2 separate regions of the Mus musculus genome follow, and region 1 is linked to region 2. A link is a contact called in public promoter capture Hi-C data. All regions are on one chromosome and are shown on one strand. The core of a region is the stretch at or near the end of the contact, and the rest is flanking DNA. Distances in the headings are between cores, read along the strand shown.

The links. Promoter capture Hi-C pulls out the DNA fragments that hold promoters and counts their contacts.
Region 1: a contact with region 2 is called in a promoter capture Hi-C map of pre-B cells. The contact joins the promoter of Syde1 here to the promoter of Mcm3ap in region 2. A contact is called at or near these places in 1 of 39 promoter capture datasets (pre-B cells) and 1 of 9 other capture datasets (liver).

Annotation. Positions count from the first base shown.
Region 1 is chr10:78,590,002-78,593,281 of GRCm38.p6, forward strand. It overlaps Syde1 (synapse defective 1, Rho GTPase, homolog 1 (C. elegans)), which reads right to left and starts at 1,963. Exons shown (of 8, transcript NM_027875.1): 1 at 1,801-1,963; 2 at 1-242. The coding sequence starts at 1,888. Gm30346 (a long non-coding RNA gene) reads left to right here and starts at 2,040. Exons shown (of 3, transcript XR_380602.2): 1 at 2,040-2,479.
Region 2 is chr10:76,467,546-76,470,588 of GRCm38.p6, forward strand. Mcm3ap (minichromosome maintenance complex component 3 associated protein) reads left to right here and starts at 1,357. Exons shown (of 29, transcript NM_019434.3): 1 at 1,357-1,669; 2 at 2,404-3,043. The coding sequence starts at 2,510. Ybey (ybeY metallopeptidase) reads right to left here and starts at 1,569. Exons shown (of 5, transcript NM_172550.4): 1 at 1,229-1,569; 2 at 612-841. The coding sequence starts at 821.

The DNA.
Region 1 (3,280 bases), core at 713-3,212, 2.1 Mb after region 2:
AATCTCACCAGCAGGCTCCCCACTGCTAGGTGTCCTAGGCCCCAAAGAGATCTCCTCTGGTGGTTTAGCCCCTCCTAGCACCCATCGGCGGCTACTGGGCTCCAGGCTTTGCAGGTAGGCCCCCCGAGTGGGGCTTCGAGGTGTCTCGGGGCTGGGTGGTACCTCTGCTCCAGCCTGAGACCCTTCAAGGACACGAGGTTCTGGTTCTGGGGGTTTGGGCTCTGAGCGCTGGGCTGGGTGGCCTGGTGGAGAATGAAGATGGTAAGACCCAACTCTCAAGTTCCCAGAGGTCCAGGGAGGCAGTCTAGCTAATTGGCTTCAGCCCTCACTTCACATAACCAATCGACAGCAAGGAAGCTCTTTGCTAGCCTGGAGCCACTGCCTCCTTTGGAACCAGCTGTTTTGTTTGGTCCTAGCAGCTAGCTAATACTTTTGCAGTCCTAGCTTCAAGGTCCCCTGCCCTAGCCCCTAGTAATGCAAAAGGGACTGTGAATCAGCCTCAAGAGTCCAGGTCAAATGTCCTTGGAACCTCAGGACATTTCGGCTCTGTCACCCCTCTCCCAGACATTCCATTAATCCTAGAATCTTACGCCTGCCCCTTCTCATTGAGTGGCCTTGAGCAAGGCATTTTTCCTGATGCTCCATGTCTTGTTTATGAGGAGATTCAGTATTATCATATTCTCTTCTCGACCCCCTTCCAGCTTGGAGCTCAGTGTGAGAAGCAACTTTAGACAATAGGATCTGTAGCCCTGCTCAAGGCCCTAGTAGCTGCTGCTGGGAAGGCAGGGCAGGGAACGCTGGTTTCTTTTTCATTCAGCACCCTTTTCCCATTTCCCAAATCCTGCCCACAAGTTCTCTTGGATCTTGCCCCTCAGCCCAAGCCAGATTTCTACAGTCAGTGCCCCGTTACCCCGCCCCCCTTATCTTGGCTCTACTTTCTCTGACATCATGGTCGATTTCCTGTGTGTGTTTATGTGTGGGCACCCGGATCCCTTCTCTGGCCCTGGGACCCTTGGGATGCCCTGGGAACGGCCCGGGAGGAAGAGTCAGGTCCTTGGTATAGTGGCCTCCCTCCTTTAACTGCTTCCTTCCGAAGCCCCCTACCCATACAGCTTTCGTTCCTTTCCATTTCATTCTTGCTGTCTGTGGACCCCCAGATTTAAGGATCTTCTATTTCCACCCTTTGGCCCTCTGTTTCAGGTCTCTGTCATCAGTAGCATAGTCCAGAGGATTGTTTAAAGTCAGTTCACAGGCCCGGGACAAATCACCCAACAACCACGTGCCTCAGTTTCTCTGTCTTAATAAACAGGACGGTTTCTTGGGGCTGGCCACAGTAGGTGCGGCTGCAGCCTCTGGAGCGATGGTGGCATGGAATTGGGGAAAAGACTGCAATAATAAATATAACCCCGCACGACCTCTCTTTAGTACAGGAGTGTGTACCCAGGAGAGGTGCCCACCACCCAGCCATGTCGATGCCACACAGCTGTCCTCACCTCCCGCCCCTGCCCCGCCACTCTCTGGGCGCCCCTTCGAGGCCCCATTTCCTGTCAGGGGTGAGGCCCCCCTGCGGGGCCTTGCAAGGATCCCTGGGGCTGGCATCTCAGGCCAGCTGCACATAACGGTCCGTGCCCCCCGCCCCAGCCCCCCAGCCTTACAAAGATCCGGTGCATATTCCTCTCTTGCATCAGGGCTCGCTCCCGGCTTACCCACTAGGTCCCGCTGCGTACCCTACCGGGGACCTGGGGATCTGAGGCTGAGTGGGGCTCCCTTCTCTTACTTTCCGAGAGTCCCCGCACTCACCGCGGTCCTTGGCTTCTGACTTTTTTCGAGGAAGTTTCTCACGACCCCGCAGGCGGGAGAAGGTCTTCCTGAGCAGCGGCTCGGCCATGCTTGGGCCGCGGCCGGCCGAGTGCGCGCCCCGGGGCTGCGGCCGCCCGCCCCGCCCGCCTACCCCCCCCCCCCCACCGGCCCGCTCCAGCAGGAAGCGCATTCCGGGAATGCTTGGCCTTAACTTTTTTTTTTTTTTTTTCTTTTCCTTTCCCGCGGCCCGAGCAGGCGATGCTGGGAGATGTAGTCGCCTGGGGCCGGGAGGGGACATGATGGGGTGCTGGGCTGATCTAACTCTTCAACTATGAATGTCATGGCATAGGCTGGGCCCCCCATAACCATCCTCCTTGTGTGATGGCATGCAGCACATTCTGTCGGCTCCCCCAAACCGCATCCAAGGCACACATCAGCTCATGTCTTTCCTCCTGTCCGTCCATCCATCCCCACATCACCCAGTACCTCGACCACGATCTTTCCTTGGGAACCCCAAATGCCCCCAACTCAAGTTACTATTGCTGCTTATTGACCCTCAAGCTTAGTGGTTTCAGACAGCCGGGATGCTCACTGTCAGGAACATGGACGCGATATAGACGATGCAGTCTGCTGATCTCTACTCAGTCGAGAACACAGCAAGGATAGGTGTATCTCGAAAGTAAGTGGTGAAATCGGAGGTTGTATTATTATTTTTTATTTAGTACTGAAATACCGGAGGCTGGACAACTTTCTAAAGTAGACTGAGTTCATGTTGATGTCCTAGCAGCACTCCTTAAGACAGGAAGAGAAAAAAAAATCTTAGGTTTGGGCTGATTCTTACAACTTAAGTTTACTTTTTATTATGAATATGTGTGTGCTTCTGTGTGTATGGCACATGGATCGGGGTGTGTGTGTGGGTGCCCAGAAACGGCTGGGAAACAAGCACTTTTAACTGCTAATTTGGTCTCACAGAACCGTCTTCTGAAGGCCAACTCCCGCCGATAGGCTCCTTTCACCATGACTAGCCTATTAACAGGGCCACATAGAGGACTAAACTTTCAACACATGAACTGTGGCACAACTAAAGTTCAGGTCTCTTAACTGGTGCCAGACACAGGCTGGACCTCCACTGGGATAGTGGACTAAGCACCTATGTGGACACCTCTGTGTCCTTGGCTTCCTCCCAGTTCAGTAGTTTTGTGGTAATTGGTGGGTATGCAGGCGTCTAAAAGTTAAGAGTGCAGATGAGTAGAAGGAAGACCTGCCCAGCTTTGCTTATCCAGGCACATGTGGGAGGAGAAACTGTGGTGCTGCAATAGTTTGAAAAGATCTAGTACATTCTAAGAGACTGGAACTTTTGCTAGACCTTACAGCCAGAGATAATACCACACCTGGAAGTCACCCACGACTGCTAGCCTCCTATGTACTCATTGAGTAAGAGAACAATGTAGCAATCAACTCTACTTGTTTTGGATTTCCC
Region 2 (3,043 bases), core at 107-2,606:
CACTTAAAACTGCAGACACTCTTATTTGAATTTCCTGAGGGCACTGAGTTAGTGAGAGTGGTCCCTGCATAGAGGAATTGTGATGTTTAGGGCTAGACATACTTAATGGGTCTATGTCATATTGCTTCATTTCTGTTTTTTATTTGCTTGTTTTTGAGATAGAGAGGATTTTTTTTTGGACCGAGTTTCTCTTTGTAGCCCTGGCTGTCCTGTTAATCACTCTGTAACACCAGGGTGGACTTGAATTCAGAGATCTGCTTTTCTCTGCCTCCCAAGCATTAGGACTAAAGGTGTGTGCCACCACTGCCACCCGGCTGAGAAAGGGGCTTCTTATGTGGCTTTTGTCTGGCCTTAAACTAACCAGGCAGACCAAAGGTGGCTTTGAACTCACAAAGATTCGACTGCCTCTGCCTCTTGGATAGATGGGATTAAAGGCATGCACAGTCACACCAGGCTAGACTTCAGTGCATTTCCAGAAAACTTCAAAATCAAAGATAACCAGATCTGTAATGTAATTAACAGGAACTATTCTGGAAGGAAGGTAAGCTGTACGAGAAGAACATATATACATACATATATATTTATTTTAAATATGAGGTATACATATTTACCTCATGAAATGAGAAAGAAAGCACGTCAGTTGGGACATTTTTATTCCTGTAGATCCTATTAATGTTCTGAATAGTCTTGTTGTCAACACAGATGATCCCCAGGTCAAATTTCTTCACTCCTAAGATACTCCTGACTAAATCCATCTTCCTGCGAAGTGGCACTCTTCTGATGGGGACCACCCGCTGCAGATTTTTAATCACCAAACTCATTTCGGGAAGAACACCCAGCCCTTTAAAAAAAAAAAAAAATGGTTGGAAGGAACCTGTGGTTAAAGTTCGAGAAAAGACCCGTAACTACTAGAGAGTGATAAGTTATGTAAAAACACACACGCGCTCACAATAAAACTTTATTTGATGGGATTTATCTGGTGGCAATGCTAAGGGAAATCACCTTTATTTACCCTAGGAAACTAATAAACAGGGTAGACTGGGCACAACGTGCAGAATAAGGCAAGTGGTTTGGGGCGGTTGCAATGGTGCAGGACCAGGTGAGGATGAGTGTGGGTGAGCAAATGGGGTCGCTGTGGGTCCAGCGTCTCTCGGGCACTCAGGCTGGAGGATCCACGCACGAACGAGGGGCTTCCACGCCGCACAATGCGGGATCGCCGTGCACTTACCGAATCCGACCGTGAAGAAGGTCGGGGGTCTGGCGGGCCGCCTGCCGGAAGATCAGCAGCAGCACACCCCAGAGAGCGGAAGCCGGATGCGGAGGACCGGAAGTTGGTCCTACAAATTTGATGTCCGTAGCGCACACCCAAGAGCCCGCTCCAGTGGCCGGTTTGTTGCGGTGCGGTGGGCCCGGTAGAGGCTGCACGCAGACTGTGGGCGAGCACAAGCGCTGGCGACAGTGGCCGTATCTGGCGGACTTGCTCCTCCCTCCGCGGCCTCCGCTGTCCCTTGTGTCTTTGCCGAGTTGCTGAAGGCCTTCACTAGTCTTCGCTCGAAGGCGTCTGTTAACCTAGCGGCCGGCTTCCGGAGTGTTAAGCATCGGGGATAAAAAGCTATTATTTCTAGACCAGGGCATCGCAAGTTCGAGTTACCGGGAGAAAAATGAGATGGTAGGAACCCAAAGCAGTAACATTTTAAATTACGGTTTTTGTGTTTTTATTTATTTATTTATTTATTTTGCCTTGGAGATCGCAAGAATCTGATAAGTGATGTGTTCCCGTCTTATTACTGAGGTTTTGTTTGTTTGTTTGTTTGCTTGTTTTTTCCCCGAGAAGGTATCAATTGAATAAAATGCTTTGCATTTTTATTTTAATCATAACGGATCAGGCTTCACCTAAGCCTGCTGGAGCACACCTGTGGTCCCAGCAGAAGGGAGACCGAGGCAGAAGAAAGGAACTTAAGGTTGTGCTTGATTGTAGTAAGCTTGAGGCAAGCCTGGGCTAAGCGAGACCTTGTCTTTTTTTTTTTTTTTTTTTTTTGGTTTTTCGAGACAGGGTTTCTCTGTATAGCCCTGGCTGGCCTGGAACTCACTTTGTAGACCAGGCTGGCCTTGAACTCAGAAATCTGCCTGCCTCTGCCTCCCGAGTGCTGGGATTAAAGGCATGCGCCACCAAGCCCGTTTTACGAGACCTTGTCTTTAATGAAAAGAAAAAGAAAAAAAAATCTTTAAACCTCCCTTACACCATAATCCATTTCTAATACCCTGTGTCCAAAACCTGTTGATCTGTGAGTGGTCGGCGGCCCGTTGTGCCCTTGCCTTTTAAATAATTGTCTTAGAATTTCTGTGATTTAAGAGTTGGAGCAAAATATGCTGTGATGTCCTAACCTTTTTTTTTTTTTCCAGGTCATCCTGAGGATGAAGGAGAGCTTCCCCTGGCAACAGATAATTTAAAGAGGAGAGCTACTTGTGTATAGTCCATATTTATTGCCTTCAGATAATTGGCTTGAAGATGCACCCGGTGAACCCCTTCGGAGGGCAGCAGCCCAGTGCTTTTGCGGTATCTTCCAGCACCACGGGAACATATCAGACTAAATCACCATTTCGATTTGGCCAGCCTTCCCTTTTTGGACAGAACAGCACACCCAGCAAGAGCCTGGCGTTTTCACAAGTACCAAGCTTTGCAACACCCTCTGGAGGAAGCCATTCTTCCTCCTTGCCAGCATTTGGACTCACCCAAACCTCAAGTGTGGGACTCTTCTCTAGTCTCGAATCCACACCTTCTTTCGCAGCTACTTCGAGTTCCTCTGTGCCCGGCAATACGGCATTCAGCTTTAAGTCAACCTCTAGTGTTGGGGTTTTCCCAAGTGGCGCTACTTTTGGGCCAGAAACCGGAGAAGTAGCAGGTTCTGGCTTTCGGAAGACGGAATTCAAGTTTAAACCTCTGGAAAATGCAGTCTTCAAACCGATACCGGGGCCTGAGTCAGAGCCAGAAAAAACCCAGAGCCAGATTTCTTCTGGATTTTTTACATTTTCCCATCCCGTT